Regions from separate parts of the Hordeum vulgare genome. Here region 2 is linked to region 1. Evidence: chromatin contacts called from public Hi-C data. All regions are on one chromosome and are shown on one strand. The core of a region is the stretch at or near the end of the contact, and the rest is flanking DNA. Distances in the headings are between cores, read along the strand shown. Region 1 holds the start of LOC123449078. Region 2 has its middle 200 kb from the start of LOC123449078.

The links. A called contact is a pair of places that touch in the nucleus more often than the background predicts.
Region 2: a Hi-C map of leaf shows a contact between it and region 1, with 3 times the contacts expected there. The contact joins the enhancer-like site here to the promoter of LOC123449078 in region 1. A contact is called at or near these places in 2 of 6 Hi-C or Micro-C datasets (leaf and seedling).

Annotation. Positions count from the first base shown.
Region 1 is chr4H:486,428,268-486,431,298 of MorexV3_pseudomolecules_assembly, reverse strand. It overlaps LOC123449078, which reads right to left and starts at 1,479. Exons shown (of 1, transcript XM_045126164.1): 1 at 1-1,479. The coding sequence starts at 1,049.
Region 2 is chr4H:486,629,562-486,632,592 of MorexV3_pseudomolecules_assembly, reverse strand. No RefSeq gene overlaps it. Among protein-coding and RNA genes, the nearest start is that of LOC123449078, 200 kb to the right of the region's middle. Within about 2 kb of position 1,467, at least 2 of the 3 cell types and tissues checked have open chromatin away from gene starts, as enhancers often do. A contact at or near this core is called in leaf, where this site is marked.

The DNA of each region.
Region 1 (3,031 bases), core at 230-2,729:
GAGTACGTGGCGATGCCGTCCACGTCCGCCTGCTTCCCGGCGAACCCGTGGCGGAGGATGGTGCAGGTGCAGCAGTAGGGGCTCCCGCACACGCCAGCGCCCAGGGAGCAGAGCATGGTGGCGCAGTGGAACCGCAGCCGCTCGTTGCCGTCCGCGATGCACCGCTCCTCCACCACCGCGCCGCTGGCGCCCGCGCAGCGGCGGGCGGCGCGGGCGCGGACCAGGTCCCGGTACTCCTCGAACCGAGAGAGCGCGCGCGGGTTGTGGTGGATCCTGAGGATGCGCCCGACGGCCGGGGGGTCGCCTGCGCCGGCGCCGGCGCCTGACGCGGGCAGCCCCCATCCGGCGAGGAAGATCATGCGGATGATGTTCATGCTGGAGTCGAGGTGGGTGAGCTCCGACAGGGAGTGCTTCATCGCCTGGTGGAGCTCCAGCTGCTGCGGCTTGCTCAGCACCTCGCCGCACACCTTGCAAGGGAACAGGTCCCCGCGGGCGGCGAACGACCTGGACAGCTGCCTGGTCGCCAGCGGCGAGCAGGGCACGAGCGGGGTGACGCTGAGCGACTGCGGCGACATCGGGGACAGGAACGGCGACGCGCACGGTGAAGACGGCGTGGACAGCAGCACCGACGTCTGACGCCGCGTCACGGACTGAGCGAGCGGCGACGACGACACGGTGGTCGTGACGGCCTCCTCCTCCTCCTCTCCGCCCGGAACAGCATTCCTGGGCCCGGCGGAAGAGAAGATGCGGTGTATGTAGCACCGGAGGCTGGTGGCGAGAGACGAGACGTGCCTGCCCCTGCGCCTGGCCCCGGCCCTCTCTTCAACACCGGTGGAGGACGACACGGCCGGGGAGAAGGCGAGCGGCGATATCTTCCTCCTCTTGCTGCTGCTGCCGCTGCTGGCAGCGCCGGCGTCGTCCTCCTCGTGCTGCTGCGAGGCAGGGCCTGGGGAGAAGCAGCAGCCGGCGTGGCCAATGTGGAGGAACATGACAAAGAAGAGCGACAGGAACCCGCGCAGCAGCGCGCTGCACCTAGCACCGCCCGCCATCCCCCGACCGCCGGCAGCTCAGGCTCCAAGGCGCGACGGGTCAGACCATGATCGCGGAACGCCAAGGAGAAGGCGATGCTCGGATGGGTTAGCGGGAGAAGGAGAGCCGGGGGCAGGACAAGGAGGCGAGGACGGGGGTGGAAAGGGTAGGGAAAAGCGTGGGGGCTTAAAAGAGAAGGTAACGTGGGCGCTGTGTGTGTGCCGTGTGCGTGGCTGTGTTGGCAAAGGACGGGAGGAAGGAGAAAGGCGATGGATCCGGGGACAGCAACAGGGTGTCTGTGCGGGTACGCGCGCGGACGAATCAGTTGATTACCTAGGATGCAGAATTGCAGATGCACCGCGGCTAAGCTGCGCAATTATGCATCACGTAAAGTGTACAGGTGCTGCATTGCACCGAGCTGGTACTAGTGAATTAGTGATGGTGCTTGCCCACTGTACTCTTCTCTTCCCAGCATAGCAGCCATGGGCCAGGCTCATGCGTCATTACAGCGGAGAGATGGGAGATAGCGATGCAGGAATCGCAGGGAGAGGATGGGCGAAGCGGACGTGCTACCGGTCGAAGATCAGCTCGAGCCCGATCAGATCAGATCAGATCAGGCGCGTCGGTGCACTGGACTCGACCGGAGATGTGCAGTGTAGGTTTCTTTCAAAAAAATGTGCAGTGTAGGTTCGTTCCGGGGGAGCTATCATTGTTCATAGGCCTGATCTGGGCTCCTGTCCCGGTGTCTCCTCTCTCTCCATCTCCATAATGCATCATCGCGCAGGATCCACGTCTCCTCTTCTCGCTCCACTGTTATTATTATTGCTCGTCTACAGGAGCCGAGCTTAGAAAAATACTCAATACACTACCCAACGGCAACGGGCTCGCTCGTCGCGGTCCAGCCCCTGCCGACTGCATGCCGCGCTGGAGCTAAACCCCAAACAAAGCAGACGGGGCAACAGACGGTACAGAGACGGAGTACAGAGGACGGGACAAGATACGGCCTGTTCCTCCTGCCTCGCTCCGGAACAAACGGCGAAACGTGCAGCGCCAGAACCTGGCCGTGCGGTGCGGTGCAGACCCCTCTGCCCCGCCGCGGCTCCATGTCCCCTCCATCACCGAACGAGGCTCTGCACGAACGACACAACCAGCTGGATTTTAGGCCGGGGAGATAAGATGTACGTACGTTACTGCCGGTTGCCACGCTCCTCGTGGCATAATGGCGGCTCCATGTGTGTGCTCCAGAGGCCTCAAACGCGGCCAGAGCAGATGGGAAGCCACGTCCAGGGTCGCATAATCATCTGCTTCCAGGTTCAGCGTGCTCGAGTGTATGGAATCCGAGACGATGCAACCTGCAAAGCAATGCGAACACCTCAACACCTGCGTCTAACACAAGAAACGAATGATGCCGGGCACAAAGACAGGCAGTCGGTCAGACAGACCGGAGGTCTTGAGATTCGGCGTCATCACGGTGTCCTGGTGGGGGCTACGAAGTACCGTTAACATGTACGTATACGTATTATAGTACTCTATAACTGGATGAGATTTTTGTTGAACAAGAGGAAAGAACACTTGAGCACATGCATGCAACAGTCCAAGGAGACCAATCGAGTGTGATCCCACGACCGGATCGACACAAAAGTTAGCAGGAAAACCAAGAATCCAAGGATTTTGTTTATCATCTTGAGAAACGCAGGAACTTGATAAATGAACAATTGTTCAATTCCAGCTCCAGGCATCCACCAAGATGATAAAGATCAAAGTGCATGACGGAATTAAGCACACTCCACACACACACAGGCCCACAACAACGCATATGCATATATATACCATCAAATAATTTATTTATTTTTTGAAACGAGACAAAAGACTTGTCATCTAGAAGGTTTTAGACAAAAAGTCACAAGCGGTAAAAGAAAAACTACTCTCGTGGCATTACAACAAAGTGCTTGGCACCCGTTAAAGTCCGAAGCAACACTTTTTGCTTGATCTTGTTAATGAT
Region 2 (3,031 bases), core at 218-2,717, 200 kb before region 1:
CAAAGATCTCGAAGCGAGTCATTCGATGGTGAAAATGATTCGGGGCTTGAAGGCATGGTTTAACGAATAAAGTGTGTTGAATAAACGAATCAATAAAAAAGGAAAACTCTCAAATTATGATAGGCGGCATACATGCAATACACAATCAACATGGACTAACTGGGCCAGGGCCAGAAATTAGGGGTGTGTTTATAAAATTCCATGGTAGGGATAGAAATCAAATGTGTGCCTATATAAAACTCCTTGCAAGGGGTGATCTTAACTTGGCTAGGGCCAGAAATCAGTGATTTGGGAGATGCACGCTACATGGAGAGGTCAAGAAATTAGGATGTGACTATCTCTCGTGATATACAAGAAGAGCAACCGACTAGCTGAATCACGACAAACCCTATTTGGCGCGGCAAACGCCGGTTATAGTGCAATTTTCCTAACCGGCGCCTGCAGCCGCGTGAGCTGGGCTCGGCCCAGCCCATATTATCTGTTTTCGGTGGTAAAAAATGAGGGGGACGAGAATTCGATCCTGAGATATCTCAGAGATTCCCACGACGCGACAACCATCAAACCATTGACTATTAGTTGTTCTACTACTCTTTCTTGCATTTTTTCTTCCAGCACGCCTTTTTATTTTTTCCATTTCTTTATCATCTTTTTTTTGTCTTTCTTTTTTTATTCGGAATGGTTTTGTTCTGTTTTTTACTATTTGATTTGTTCGTATTTTCTTTTTTATTTGGAACATTTTTTTGGTTTTTGTTCTTTTTCTTTTTCAAATTCGATGAACTCTTTTTTAATTCACTAAACTTTTTTTCAAAATATGTGAACTTTTTTCATATTTGATGAACATATTTTAAAATTCGTGAACTTTTTCTAAAATAAGTAAACATTTTTTTTAAATGTATGAACTTTTTTCCTGAAATCGATGAATTTATTTTCAAAACCGTGAACATATTTTCAAATTTGTGGACTTTTTTCAAAATCAATGAAAAGTTATGAACTGTTTTTTTGAAATCGGTGAACTTTTTTTGAAAATCAGTGAACATATTTTAAATTTGTGATTTTTTATCAAATTCAATGAAATACTTTTAGAAATGTATGGATATTTTTTTGAAATCAGTGATTTTTTTTTCAAAATCGGTGAACATATTTTCAAATTCGTGAACCTTTTCCAAAATCAATGAACTATTTTTAAGAATTTATGAATTGTTTTTCAATATTGATGATTTTTTTCGAATTTTGTAAACTTTTTGAAAATCCATGAATATATTATAAAAATATGTGAATATTTTTGCATAATTATTGAAATTTTTGCATATCTGATTCAGTGCTTTTTAATTCAATAAAATTTTAATACACGTTTTGTAATTCACATTTTAAAAAATCAATGATTTTTTTCAGAACCTGCAACGAGACGTCAGGAGAAGTTTTATGTACCGGCCCAGGGGGCGCTGCAGGCACCAGAAGCGCGAACCGCCTTATAGGAGCTCCCCTGAATCACCTTGCAGTAGCGCGACCTTTATGAGTCGGCCCAGTGTGTGGGAGGGTAGTGCCTCGTTTTACTTTCTACTTTTTTACGTTATTTGTTTTTGTTTTTATTTCTTTTTTACTTTTGTTTACACTTCCAAAACTAGATATTACATAATTTCTGAAAAAGTGTTAATCATGCATTTGAAAAAATGTTAAATATGCATAGAAAAAATATTGATTATGTATTAAAAATATATTACTTATATATTATTAAAATGTTAATAAATAATTTGAAAATGTTATATATGTGTAGGAAAAATATTTATTGTGTATTAGAAATATGTTTATTTTGTATTATAAAAAAATCTTAAACCAGCATTTAAAAATGTTAAAAATGTGTAGAGAAACATTTTGACCATGTATTAGAAAAATATTAATCTTGTATTTGAAAATGTTACCCAAGCATTTGAGATTTTTTAGATATGTATAGAAATTATTTTAACCATGTAATTAAATAATGTTAATCAAGCATTTGAAAATGTTGACCATTTGTTCGAGAAAAGTTAATCTTGCATTCGGAAATGTTAACCAAACATTCGGAGACGACCGTTTGGGGCACCTAGGTGCCCAGGGTCCTGACCTAGATGCCGTTGGATCATACTTGATTTCGATGTTAAGATTGGTTTAAATTTTACATGCATGCATGCATTATTACTTTCCTATTTGTTTGCATGCCTAATTGATACGTGTCATTAATTGTTCCTTTATGATAGAAAATCACAATTAATTATTAATCATACTTATTGTCATGTATGGTAGCATGTACGTGAGCGCATATGTATTTTTGTTGGATATAACATTAACACATGCGTCTTTTCATTTTGTACAACACCAATACATACATATTTTCATTAGGTATAGTACTCACTAACTTGTATACATATCTCGAATACATGCATGTATCATTTATTAAAAAGTGTGCCATTTATAGGTATATATTAAATTAAAATTAAAATCAAGATATTTATATTTATATGTAAATTCACATTGAGGTATGTATATTCATGTGTACATTCACATCGAGGTATGAATATTTCTATGTATAATTTCATTGAGTATAACACCAAAACATATTTATTAAAATGTATGATATTTATGTGCATATTTTTATTGGGTATAACACCGACGCATATATATATTCATTTAATATAATATCCAGTAACACGTATCACGGTCTACGTGGAAAATATCAGATACATGTACACATATAGAAGCCATGTATAAATGTTCACACTATTTTTGTTTTGAAAAGCAATAACCATTTAATATATTAATACATGCAAACAAAATATGGAAAGACATTATTTTGTCGATTGAATGGCAATGCACTAATAAATATGACTTGCCATAACTGACCTAGGTGCCCATGCATCTAGGTGCCCCAAAATTTTTGCATATATATATTCACAAGTAAAAGAAAAACAAAGAAAACTAGTAAAGAAATAAAAAAAATAGAGAAAATGTAAAAGAACAAAGAAAAAGGAGAAGAAACGACGAAATCCAAAGTGAA